Linked DNA regions of Arachis hypogaea: region 1 is linked to region 2. The links are chromatin contacts, called in public Hi-C maps. All regions are on one chromosome and are shown on one strand. Each heading gives the region's core, a stretch centred on a gene start, on an enhancer-like site or on the middle of the called end of the contact. The rest is flanking DNA. Distances are from core to core; before and after follow the strand shown.

Region 1 (5,813 bases), core at 1,134-3,633, 300 kb after region 2:
TATATCCATGAAGAAAGTGATGATATCAGTCTGCTGGTAGTCCAGCCTTCAGTTTGCTAACTTCACTATTCAACTATCATTCTCCACTTCTTTATTATTCCCCATTTCTTGTCTTATTTTCTTTGATTTTGTGATTGTGTGATATCTTGAAGGTGTTTGAGACTGTACAGCAGGCTCATGATGTTCCTTTTGGGTCGTATTTTGAGGTATAATACTGTGGACATCTTACTTTGATCCTTATCTGTTTTCTCTACCTTTTTTTCTCTTTTAAAATATAATTGTTAAGGTGTACGTGTAAATCAGGGGTAGATTTATTTTATAGTCTTTATTATTTCCCATCAGAAGTGAGGAAGAACAAGTTCTACTTAAATACCTATTCTAGAAATCCTAGATGACTATTTATCTGATAATGGGTTGATTGATTACGGTTAGTCATAAAGAAATGGGAAATAATAAAAAAATATACTAATTCCGCCGTCTAATGTATAATGTATATCTTTCGAGATAATAGATGACATAAATTCATGGTCAAACAGGTACACTGTAAATGGGTTCTCGAGACAACAAATGAAAGATCATGTACCTTGGACATAAAAGTGGGTAAGTTTGGATTGAAACTTCTGTTATTTTCCTGCTTCATTTTTTCTTCCCCCTTTAGGCTTGTATAAATATAATACTCAGAATAACTCTGGAGCTAAATAACCAGCTTCTGGATCAAATATTGTTTTAAAGACAATAGGTATTGGTTCATGCGTAAAACAAAGATTCTGTGAAGTTATTTTTTATCCTCGGACAGTTCCCAGTTGTATAGAAACTCAAATTTCAATCCCACGGAACATGAAACGAATTGAGAAATGAGCCCTTTTTTTCATATTTTACATTTGGTTATATGGGGCATTTAGTTTATTGCTTTTAGGTATGGAGACCCTTTTGTAAAACCTACGATCCCTGAGTGATAGACATGTAACTGCATCCAGAAGAGATTTCTGGATACTTTAGTTGTATCTTACCTTGAGGGGACCAAAATGAAAGGCATTGGCATTTTTTTGAACCTTTATGTTCAGGACTAATTATAAGCAATTTTTTCTGCAGGTGCACATTTTAAGAAATGGTGTGTGATGCAATCGAAAATAAAGTCAGGGGCAGTCAATGAGGTTGGTTGATTCTTTGATCGATTAACAATCTGATTCAGTAGTTCCTTCAAATCTTAGGTAGTAAGTAGTAACAGTTTTAAATTAACCTATAAAATGGTGGTTCATCCATGTAGTACAAGAAAGAAGTTGAAGTGATGTTGGAGGTTGCTCGTTCGTACATAAAGCCGCATACTACTGATGATGAGACTGATATGGCATCTTTGCCTCCTGCGGTGGCACTGGAAAACTAAGATTTCCAGCGACATCAGATTAGGATTTTATTTATTTGTGTAATAATATTGTAAAGATTTTTTGTTAGTCATTCTTTTAATACGCAGATCTAATATAATATGTAGAGGCAACGTCTTGATAACTTTCAGCTTGTTCTTACCCGGGATTCTAGTGTTAAATCTTTGTTCTTTAACACCCACACGGAAAATGAAAATCATTTTGTTTACAACTGTTGGAATAGAAAAAAAGTTACTTCCCTTGCAAAACTTGGGTTGTCTTTGCGCCAAATATTGGTAACATTATTTATTCAACTATTTTATTACATACAATTACTAGCCACTATCTAAAACTTATTCATCAAAAAACGAATATTCTCTCATTGGCTTTCCTTGTCAAATCTAGAAACAGACTAATGCCCAAGCTATACGATCCAAGTTTGAGGAAAATGCTAGATAATGAGAATATTTGTTAATTTATTCTAAAAAATTGTCTATAAAAAAAATCATTCATATATTTGTTTGAAATTTTAAAATTTAATTCATAAAAATAATTATTCTCAGGAAAAAATAGTTATCCGAATTTTGAAATTCTTATTTCCATTACAGAAAACGAATATTTGATATGTATATCCAATATTAAAAACAGTTTATGTATATCCAATTACTTAACGTCAACAAAAATAATTACATTTTATATTGATCACGTAAATGATTATATAAAAGAACGAATATAATTAGAAAACTATATAAAATATTTTATACTGTCAATACATCAAAATTAAAATCAAAATTAAATTCTAAATATTAGCATGTAAAATTACTATATTAATTGTCAAATATTTTTTTCTTTTAATGAATAAATATGTTTGTAACTTATTCTTGTGAATATTAAAAACAATTCATAACCATTTATATACTAAATAAACATTTTTTAATATCCGGATATAACACTTTTGAGAATATAATTTTTTGAAATATATTTTTTAACCTTTAAATTATATACAAATTAACTCCATAACTGTTTTTCTTTCTTTCTTTTTTAAATAATGTTTTTTCCGGGGTCAAAGAGACTCCTTTCTTATTTTTCTTTTTCTGGTCTTGACAAGACTCCTCTTCTCTTTTGAGTATGATCCAATTAAAGCACAAAAGACGAGAACCTTAGCGTGACAATAAGGCCCATTGAATGAGTCCAGCCCTCTCATATTTCTTCAGCTCGTTGGATCTCGCACACAGAGGGAGAGAGAGACTGAGAGAGATGAAGAGGAGATGGCTGAGTAGCTACGGCGTTGCGGCGGCGGTGGTGGTTGTGGTCTTGTTGGCCGCCTTGAGTATCGGTACATCAGCGGAGCAACTGAGCACAAGAGAATGCGAGAATCTTGGATTCTCCGGTCTCGCTCTGTGCTCCGATTGCAAGACTTTCTCCGAGTACGTCAAAGACAAAGGTAATCTCCATTCTTCAATTTCCGATCTCAATTTTCCTTTTTCTTTTTAATTTTCGATCTCGTGCTTTATTTATTTATTTTTGGTTAGTTCCATATTTTGAATTGAGCTCAGAATTCCGGTTGCAGAGCTGGTATCGGATTGTTACAAGTGTTGCACGGAAGATTCCAATGATGCCACTGCCAAGGTATATAGATAATTATATATAGTTAGGAAACGATGATTTCACAATTAATCACTAATACTTATATTATGATAACTGCAATTACCATTTACTAATTACTCTTAGTTACAAATAGAAAGAAACTAGTATACTTCATGTGCACTATTATTGATGCAAATTATATTACTTCATGTGTATTATTATTGTTGAATAATATCTTGTGGTCTCACCAAATTGCATTTGAGGAACTAGTGTAGTGCTGGATTTTGTTTAAAGATACACTATGCTGTACTTTTCTCCCTTTCAAGGTCGAGAATTTATCAACTTTAGGAAAATAAAAGGAAAATACTGAGACATTTGGTGACACAAACTTGTTTGATGAAGGAGACAAGTACAGAGTTAGGCAAATTATCTCTATTTGCATGTGTGCATGTGTCCGTAGTTACCGAACGGGGCCTTAGAGTGTTTTGGTTTGTAGATGGTAAGTCATAATTTGATTCAAGGGGAAAGCAACTTTTCTTTATTTCTTGTCCAAATCAAACCATGGTTTGAGTTAAATTGTAAAATAAAAGAGTTGAAATTCAGTTTGCATCCTTCAAACTATGGTTTGGAATCTTCCAACACCATATACACACACACTAAGTTCAAGTGAAATTGGAAGGTGAGTGATACTATTTTAATTTTCAGTTTGCCTTAACCGGCATCAGAGTTTTGGCTTTTGAAGTAATAATGAAAATCCTGGATCCTTCATGAGAGTGCTATGCATGCAAAAAATAGTACTAATGGTTGTTTATTGTTTTCTTTAGGTTGCATACTCTGGAGCCATTTTGGAAGTTTGCATGAGGAAGCTTGTTTTCTATCCTGAAGTTGTTGGCTTCATTGAAGAGGAGAAGGATAAATTTCCAACCGTCAAAGTTCAATATGTTTTTAATTCCCCACCAAAGCTAATCATGCTGGATCATGCAGGTGATCAGAAAGAAACAATCAGGTATGACTTCTTTAATTAAATTAAATTATAGTTTTAACTTCTTGCTTCATCCATGATAGACTTTGATTCGGTTACCACATCTAGTAGGATAATGTCCTGACTTCTGATCTTCTTGTCGGAGCATCTTGCTATCAGAACTTTGGTTTTTTAGGATCGATTAAAATGCAGTGACTTCCCATAGATCATAGATGTCTGTGTTTTAGATGCTGTGAATACTAAAAGACCTGACATAGTTTTGATAAACAATTGTTGTGTAATGTACTGATAACCTCCATTACAATACTTATGGAATTGATCGGTAACATTAACAAATACCAAAGCTTTTTTATGTGTAAATGAATAGTTTAATTGTGTGGGAAAAGCTCTTTCCATTGAAATAAAAGAATCTACTAGTTAGGGGGAAGGTTTTAGTTCTCTTTAACAATGAACCCTGCCAACAAAATGATGCCTTTCTTGCGTGCTAGGATTTAAAGGTAAAACATGGTGTTTTAGCTTGTTTCTGATTGAATATCTCTTCCCCGTTGCAGAATCGATAATTGGAAACGCGATCATATACTGCAGTTCATGCGAGAGAAGGTGAAGCCTGTGGCGGCTAATTGAGAAGCTATTACCCGTTATCAGCTACGCCACGTTCTTCATTTTAATTCTCATTATGTATGTCTTAACTCTGTTCAAAATTTGACCAAAAACAGAGTGAGAGTATATATGGTAATCACTTGGGCAAATCAATTAAACCTTTGGCAAGTGACCTGAATGACCTAAGACAATTGATAGCATATTTAAACATATTTTTTCAACTTTAGTCTTGTAGTATTTCGTTGGTGAAAAGTTTGTCTCGTTACTTGTTACTGTCGTGGTGTGTGTACAACTATTATGAATAATAATAATAATAGTAATAATAGAAAGATTTAATTACTCTATTGGTCTCTGGAGTTTTGCAAAATTTTTAATTAGGTTCTTATATTTTTTTTTTCCTTTTAATTGAGTCATTGTACCATTTTTTTTTAATTGGGTTCTTATACTTTTTTTTTTCCTTTTATTTGGGTCTCTGCACTAATTTTTTTTTTTTTAGTTGGGTCTCTATATAATTAAACCAATTATTGTCAAGTGGAACCTAATTCGTGCAAGAACTAAATTAAAAGGAAAAAAAGTATAGGAATCTAATTGAAAATTTTGCAAAATTATAGGGTCAACAGAGTAATTAAACCTAATAATAATAATAATATCATCATTATTAATTCATGCTATCAAGGTTTCATGCTTGATAAAATGGTTGAGACCTTCTTTACTAATTATGTTATCCTTTATAGTTTATACACTCTTTATTAAGCAAAGAGTATTGAATTTTTTGTTAATTAAATAAATTTTAGTTTTTTATTTATTATATTTTATATGCTTATATTTAAAGTTTACGGTGTTTGATTTTTCGCCTTTTTTTTAAACCTTTAATTACTAGTTAATTTTCAGAAAGCTCACCTATCTTTCTACAATAGGTCTTTCTTTAAGTTTGGAAGCGCAAAAAAAAAATGATTATTAGCATATAGACTTGTTTCGGAGTTTACCTAGAACCGGATGATTGGGCTCGAATGGAATGCCCAAACGTTGAAGGAAGGTGGCCTCCAACTTGTTCCTGTCTGGGAGCCACCGTCCGAGTTGTGTGCTTTGAAGAAAAAGGAGGGGTGGTGGTACCTGCGAAGACACTCTGATGTCTAAGTCAGCAAGAGGTTAAGTAGGTTCAGAATATTGGAACTTAAGTTTACCTGAGGGTGTCAGTGTATTTATAGGGAAGGAACCAATAATCACCGCTGAATTAGTTCCACTTCTAATAGTGGATAACCGCCCCTTTATCTTAGGGTTGT
Region 2 (5,844 bases), core at 1,095-3,594:
GCCTTAGTTTTCCTAGGCCTTTCTTCTTCTTATCTTTCGAGCTTTTGTTCTCCGAATCCTGTTATATTGGCAAGGTTATCAAACTCGAAAGTTCACCAAATCTCGGAGCTTAGATAAACTTCAATCGTATGACACAACTCGCGAAGATGTTAATAATCTTGCATGTTGTAAAAAGAGCTTGTTGCAAATTTTGAAGAGTGAAGACAGAGTTCTATGATGATTGGTTTCAAACAAAATAAACATTAGTTTGCAGATTTTGCTTCCTTTCCATATAGAAAATGAGCACAAAAACATTAGTATTCTATCTTCTACATTTCAAATTTTCTATTACTGATTATGAAACAACTTAATTGGCATCTATCAGATCCTTTTAGTTTATGACTTTATACAACATAATTATATTCATCTACATTCTTATAGACCAGAATCCCAAAATTTCGTAATATTAGAAATGATTAAGTATTTTAATACTACTACAAGTCTCTATCAGTAACAAGAAAACCAAACCTAACAACAACAAAAAGAAAAATCAAGAACATGCCAAATAGGATCAAGATTTTCCACATCATAAATAAATAAATATAAATAAAATCAATTACATTAGGTACTTGCTTCTCCTTGGAGTGGTGTGTGAAAACCCTCTTTATTGCAGAAAACCAACTACCCTTCTTTCCCATATCAGTAGCATTAGTATCTTTTCCTGTAAAGAGTTTATGATTTTAGCAAACTCCAAATATAACATGAATCCAGTGTTGTAAGATCAAGATCACATTCATGTTTATACAATCTTGGATTCTTTTAGAAAAAAAAAATAATAAATAAATATCTAATAAACACTCACCAGAATGATGACCAGAAAAGAGGCAGCATGTCTACTTAATTTTGAAGCTGTTGAGGCCAAAAAATAATTCATATAAATAATTAAAAAAATATTTAAATAAAAAAAGAAATGAAATTTATTAAGAATGCTCCACTCAAATTTAATCCATTAATTTTGTTACTAGTAATGGCAAGAACATCAAATTAAGGGTTACATAACATGATCAATCAAAGAGACACAGAAAGAGTATGAAGTATAATTTTTAAGGTGAGCACAAAGTATAAACTGAAAATTTTCAAAGAAACCTTATGGACAAGTTAAAATTATCAATATAAAACGCCAGAAAATTAAGAAAAATGAGGGTAAAAAGAAAACGAGATGAATTTTCGTTCTACAAACAAAGTTAAAATGAGAAGAAAGAAAATCTTACATGATCCTGTCAACTAAAATTAGACACTAGAGACCAATTCAGGAACATGTCGGAGAGAAATATCAATTTTTAAGTTTTGTGACTGTTAAAAAAAATTAAAAAAATAAACAGAGAGAGAGAGAGAGAGAGAGAGAGAATAGTAATACTCTCAACAAAATAATAATAATAATAATAATTTTCTTCTTCTTCTTCTGATTCTGACAAGCTCCAGAGTTGAGAAATGGAGTTAAAGGATCCCGAGGTGAAGGGTTGAGTTTATGATTTTGAGGAGAGAAGAATTGGGAAGCAAAGAAAAGGGAGTAGTAAGAACTAAGAAGAAAGAACAATAATTCAGACATGTCCCATGTTCATAATTAACGCCCATAACCTTAGCAATTTACAAAATTAACCACAACCCAAAAGGTGAAATCTCAAAAAGATTCCAACTTCCAACACATCAAACACACAGATCATAATTCATTAAGTACCTTATTAGTTGGCAGTACCCTCAAACTGTTGCCAAAAAACAAAAAAAAAAGTGTGCTGTGTCTGTGTGTACAGAATGAGATAGAATGAAGCTTGCAAAGTAGAGAAAATAAAACTCTCTCTCTCTCTCTCTCTTTTTACTTTAGCCTGCTGCTTCTTTCCAGCACCACATGATGATTCTTAATTCTTCTCTTCTAGCTGGATTTCTTCAAAAGATTAAATCTTTCTCTCTTGGGTTGGCTTGGAATCTAATTCCCTTTGTGCTTGTAATGAAGCAAGCTTAAAATTTTTCTTTTCTTTTCTTTTTTTCCTCCGTTCTAGTAGCTATAGCCACCTTTCATTCACCTTTTGTGTGTGGGATATATCATATATAATAAACTTTTTTTTTCTCTGTTTGATTTATATATTTTTTACTTTCCTATAGTTTTCATAATGATGATGATGATGAGAGAAAAAGAAGAGGAGGAAAAAAAAAGGTGGCTGTAATAAGTTGGCCACTTTGTCACTCAATGTGGACAAGTTCAACTAACTTTACTTCAATGGGAAGGCTACGTGTACACCAACAAAGGGAATTACTTGCATTATTACATTGCATTACATACCCACTTATTATTAAAAACGGTTGAGTTTGGTGTCTTCTTCCTTATTTTACTTCTTCCTTATATTAATAATTCTATTCATTACAACTCTCATTATTGTTACTACCGTATCAACATTATTTTCCTACATTGTTACTCTTGTAACATTTATTTTTAGAAAATTTAGGTGGTTTCAATACTAATTAGTATATCTAAGTTATGATATACCTTTTAGATTTTTTTGTTTTTTTTATGACCGATTCAAAATAGAAAACACATAAATATTAACCCTAAAAATGTTACTTACATACAAAAAATTAATCACTAAAAAATATATATTTTATTTAATTCATTTTTAATATATATTTTATATTATAATATATATTCTATATAAATAACTGATTTGATAACTAATTTTTTATATTAAGTTAGCAATATTAAAAAAGTGTTAGATAATTGAGACAAAAATGTGAAACTACAATTTTTGCCTGGCTTCTTACTGTTTATATATTTATGAGGAATGCTAGGGGTCAACAATTTTTATGATTTGTAGCCATCAAATAGCCATCAATAATGGTTTTAATGGTGTGAGATTGGTGTGAATTTTTATCCAATGACTTACTTTTTTTTTGTTGGTTACATAACCAGAATTTAACAAAGTTGTTGCCCCCTAAACTTTTCTTATATTTATATATGTTTTTAAATACAATTACAGAGAATGAGAGAAATACAAACATGTTAGAAGAAAGAAACATATATGTATAGTTTACTTAAGTATACAAAGTATCTTTGTTCTTAAATAAATTGTCTAATTTTTTATTTATTGAAATGTTTAAAAACTTAAACACACAAATCAGAAGATAATATTTTCATCATATTTTTGTTTTGATATATTTGAATTCTTTTTTTGTGGAACTAGTTAACTAAACTCAGCTTATGTATGATAACTTTGAGATCTGAGTTCTTCTGACCCCAAAAAAACAGAGGAAGAAAAAAGATTGAGGGGTAAATAAAAATAATAAGAAGAAAAGAAAAATAATTATCAAAAAAAAAAAGAAGAAAAGAAAAATAGATATTTATATTTATGAGAGTGGCATGTAGCTTGGTGAGAGCGGAATCCCGGTTACACCCCTACGCTCCATCAAAGGCGGTGTGAACACGCGCTTCATGGTGCCATTTCTTTTGGGAATAAAATTTTCTAAACTAAACAAATTATTTTTTTTTAATATTTTGGAATTAAGATAATAAAATATATATTTTATTAAAATTATAAATTTAATAATAATTTATTTTTTATTTTATCATTTTATTAATTTTTTTATTTTAGAGAATCTAAATTTCTAAATTCTCTTTTTAGCCACTATTTATCTACTTTTTCAGGTTTTTGCACCTACTTCTATGCCCCTCTGTTGGGGTACTTCTGCTTCTGGAAACACTTTTTGTATATTAATAATTTGTGATTATTAAAAAAAATATATGAATATGATTATGATAGTCAAAGATTATTGGATAATTAATTAAATATTTTAATATAATAAGTATTAATATTTTAATTATTATTTTTATATGAAAATATAAATTGAGAAAAAAGGGGATTTTTGAACTTTGCATCCCATCAAAAGTACTGAAAGTTTCTATCTTGTCACGTATTGTTACTTGATTTTGATTTGTAACATTCCCTTAAAATTGATAGTGTCATGATTCATGAATAAGGAATAAAAATAAAATAAAAATACTAATGGTGATTACTTGCAAAGAAAAACTTCGTTATGGGCTGTAAGTGGATATTTATGAAACCCCATCACTTTATTTGCTTTCATGAAAGTCTTATGTCTTTCTTCTTTTTAATAATATAATTCAATTTTTTGGTTTTATCGTTTTTTTTTTTTTTTTTGGTTATCGATTCAACGTAAGTTTGACTTTTTTTTTTAATAATAAAAAGTAGATAATTAACCCGCTTAACTTCTTGTTTTTCCAGATATTCTAATCTCAGATAAATTCTTAAGAATACTAGAGGGCCAAATGTGTAGTGTTGATAATTTAGGTTCAGTTTTATAAAGCTTTTTGAAAATATATTTATATTTTTTAAAGTTGAAAAGTTTAATATAATATTATATATTAATTAATTTTTATATTTATTTTTACTTTTTAATATTATATATATTAATGTTATTTTAAATGTTTAAAACAATTTTACCAAATATGAATTTTGTCTTTTGTATTTATTGAAATTATTTTTATTTTTATTTTTATTTACCAACTATAGGTGCCATAATCTTTAAAAAATATCTTTAAAATACTAACTTTAATAAACTATTTATGAAAAGTCAAAAATTTACCTAACCAGACCTTAATCATAAAAAAATGTTTCATATTCATTTCTTTTAGGTACTAAATTGTTAACGCTATAATCTTTTTAGAGACTAAATCAATTATCTACCTTTACCCTAATCATAATTAATAAAAGAATTACTTTTCAGAATATTATCAACAAAAAAAAAATTTATTTCTACCATACAATAAATCTCCTCTTTTTTTATACTTGGAAAAAAATTGAGCACACAGCATATGTGAAGATTAATATTTTAGTAAGACTGTAATACCCAAACATTTCTCTTAATGTTAATTATTCCAAATTAACAAAGATTCAATCACCATGTTTTTACCTTTTGAGAAAGTCTTGGATTAGTCCTAAGTCAAAAAAATAAAATCAGACACGGCAAAGACCCTCTTTTGGTTTGAGCTGAGGCAGGGTTGGTAAGAATCCAAAAGCACCGTGTGGAAAAGCAAACCATGAAAATAGGTCCACCATTTTCTTATTCTTATATATGGCACCGTGAAATGGTTCATATAATATTTAATTAAGAAAAATATTAGAGATAACAATAGCAACAGCAAAACTTTATCCTACTAAATAAGATCAGCTACATAAATAATTAAATCACACTATTAAATCTTATTATATATTATATCTGTAGTAAAACTATTTACAAGGACTAATACTTTTAAATTTTAATAGAAAATAGAGAATTGGTTAATGTTGATTTAAATATAAAACAAAAATAAAATAAAAATTGTTAATTATCTAAATTTTTTCTTTAATTAATTTAAATTATTAAAGGAAAAAACCTCATTAAACTGTAATCTTTAGCTTCATGATCAATTCTCATTGTTCTTGGATTCTTCATAATAGCAAATCTTTACAACAAAAGACATGTTAGAAAGTAGAAACTATAATAATAAGATTATTTGTTTTTAAACAACTAACATATATAATTGCTTTATTTTCAAGCTAGACTTGTTGAAGGGCAAACTAATAGAACAACAATCACATAAAGTTATGTGTGTGTCATGAAAAATTGAAGGGAGAAAAAAGTTTTTGATTATTTTATTGATGAAACACTTAAAATAGTAAAGAGTAAAAATAAAATATGTATTTTAAAATTAAGAGATGTAGCTTAAAAGGCATCTATGCTAAATAACAAAACATACAAAAGACTTCCTTTTTGTCTCACACAAAGAGAAGAAACATGCAAATGCAAAAAAACAAA

What was found. A called contact is a pair of places that touch in the nucleus more often than the background predicts.
Region 1: a contact with region 2 is called in a Hi-C map of leaf, with 2.6 times the contacts expected there. The contact joins the promoter of LOC112784075 here to the promoter of LOC112786703 in region 2. A contact is called at or near these places in 2 of 8 Hi-C or Micro-C datasets (both in leaf).

What each region holds. Positions count from the first base shown.
Region 1 is chr20:42,844,268-42,850,080 of arahy.Tifrunner.gnm2.J5K5, forward strand. LOC112784075 reads left to right here and starts at 2,384. Exons shown (of 4, transcript XM_025827187.2): 1 at 2,384-2,805; 2 at 2,932-2,990; 3 at 3,773-3,954; 4 at 4,482-4,874. The coding sequence starts at 2,547. The coding sequence ends at 4,554. It overlaps LOC112784036 (BAG-associated GRAM protein 1), which reads left to right. Exons shown (of 18, transcript XM_025827124.3): 15 at 153-206; 16 at 537-600; 17 at 1,093-1,154; 18 at 1,268-1,593. The coding sequence ends at 1,384.
Region 2 is chr20:42,542,059-42,547,902 of arahy.Tifrunner.gnm2.J5K5, forward strand. LOC112786703 (protein IQ-DOMAIN 13) reads right to left here and starts at 2,345. Exons shown (of 8, transcript XM_025830074.3): 1 at 1,718-2,345; 2 at 842-888; 3 at 600-700; 4 at 1-58. The coding sequence starts at 677.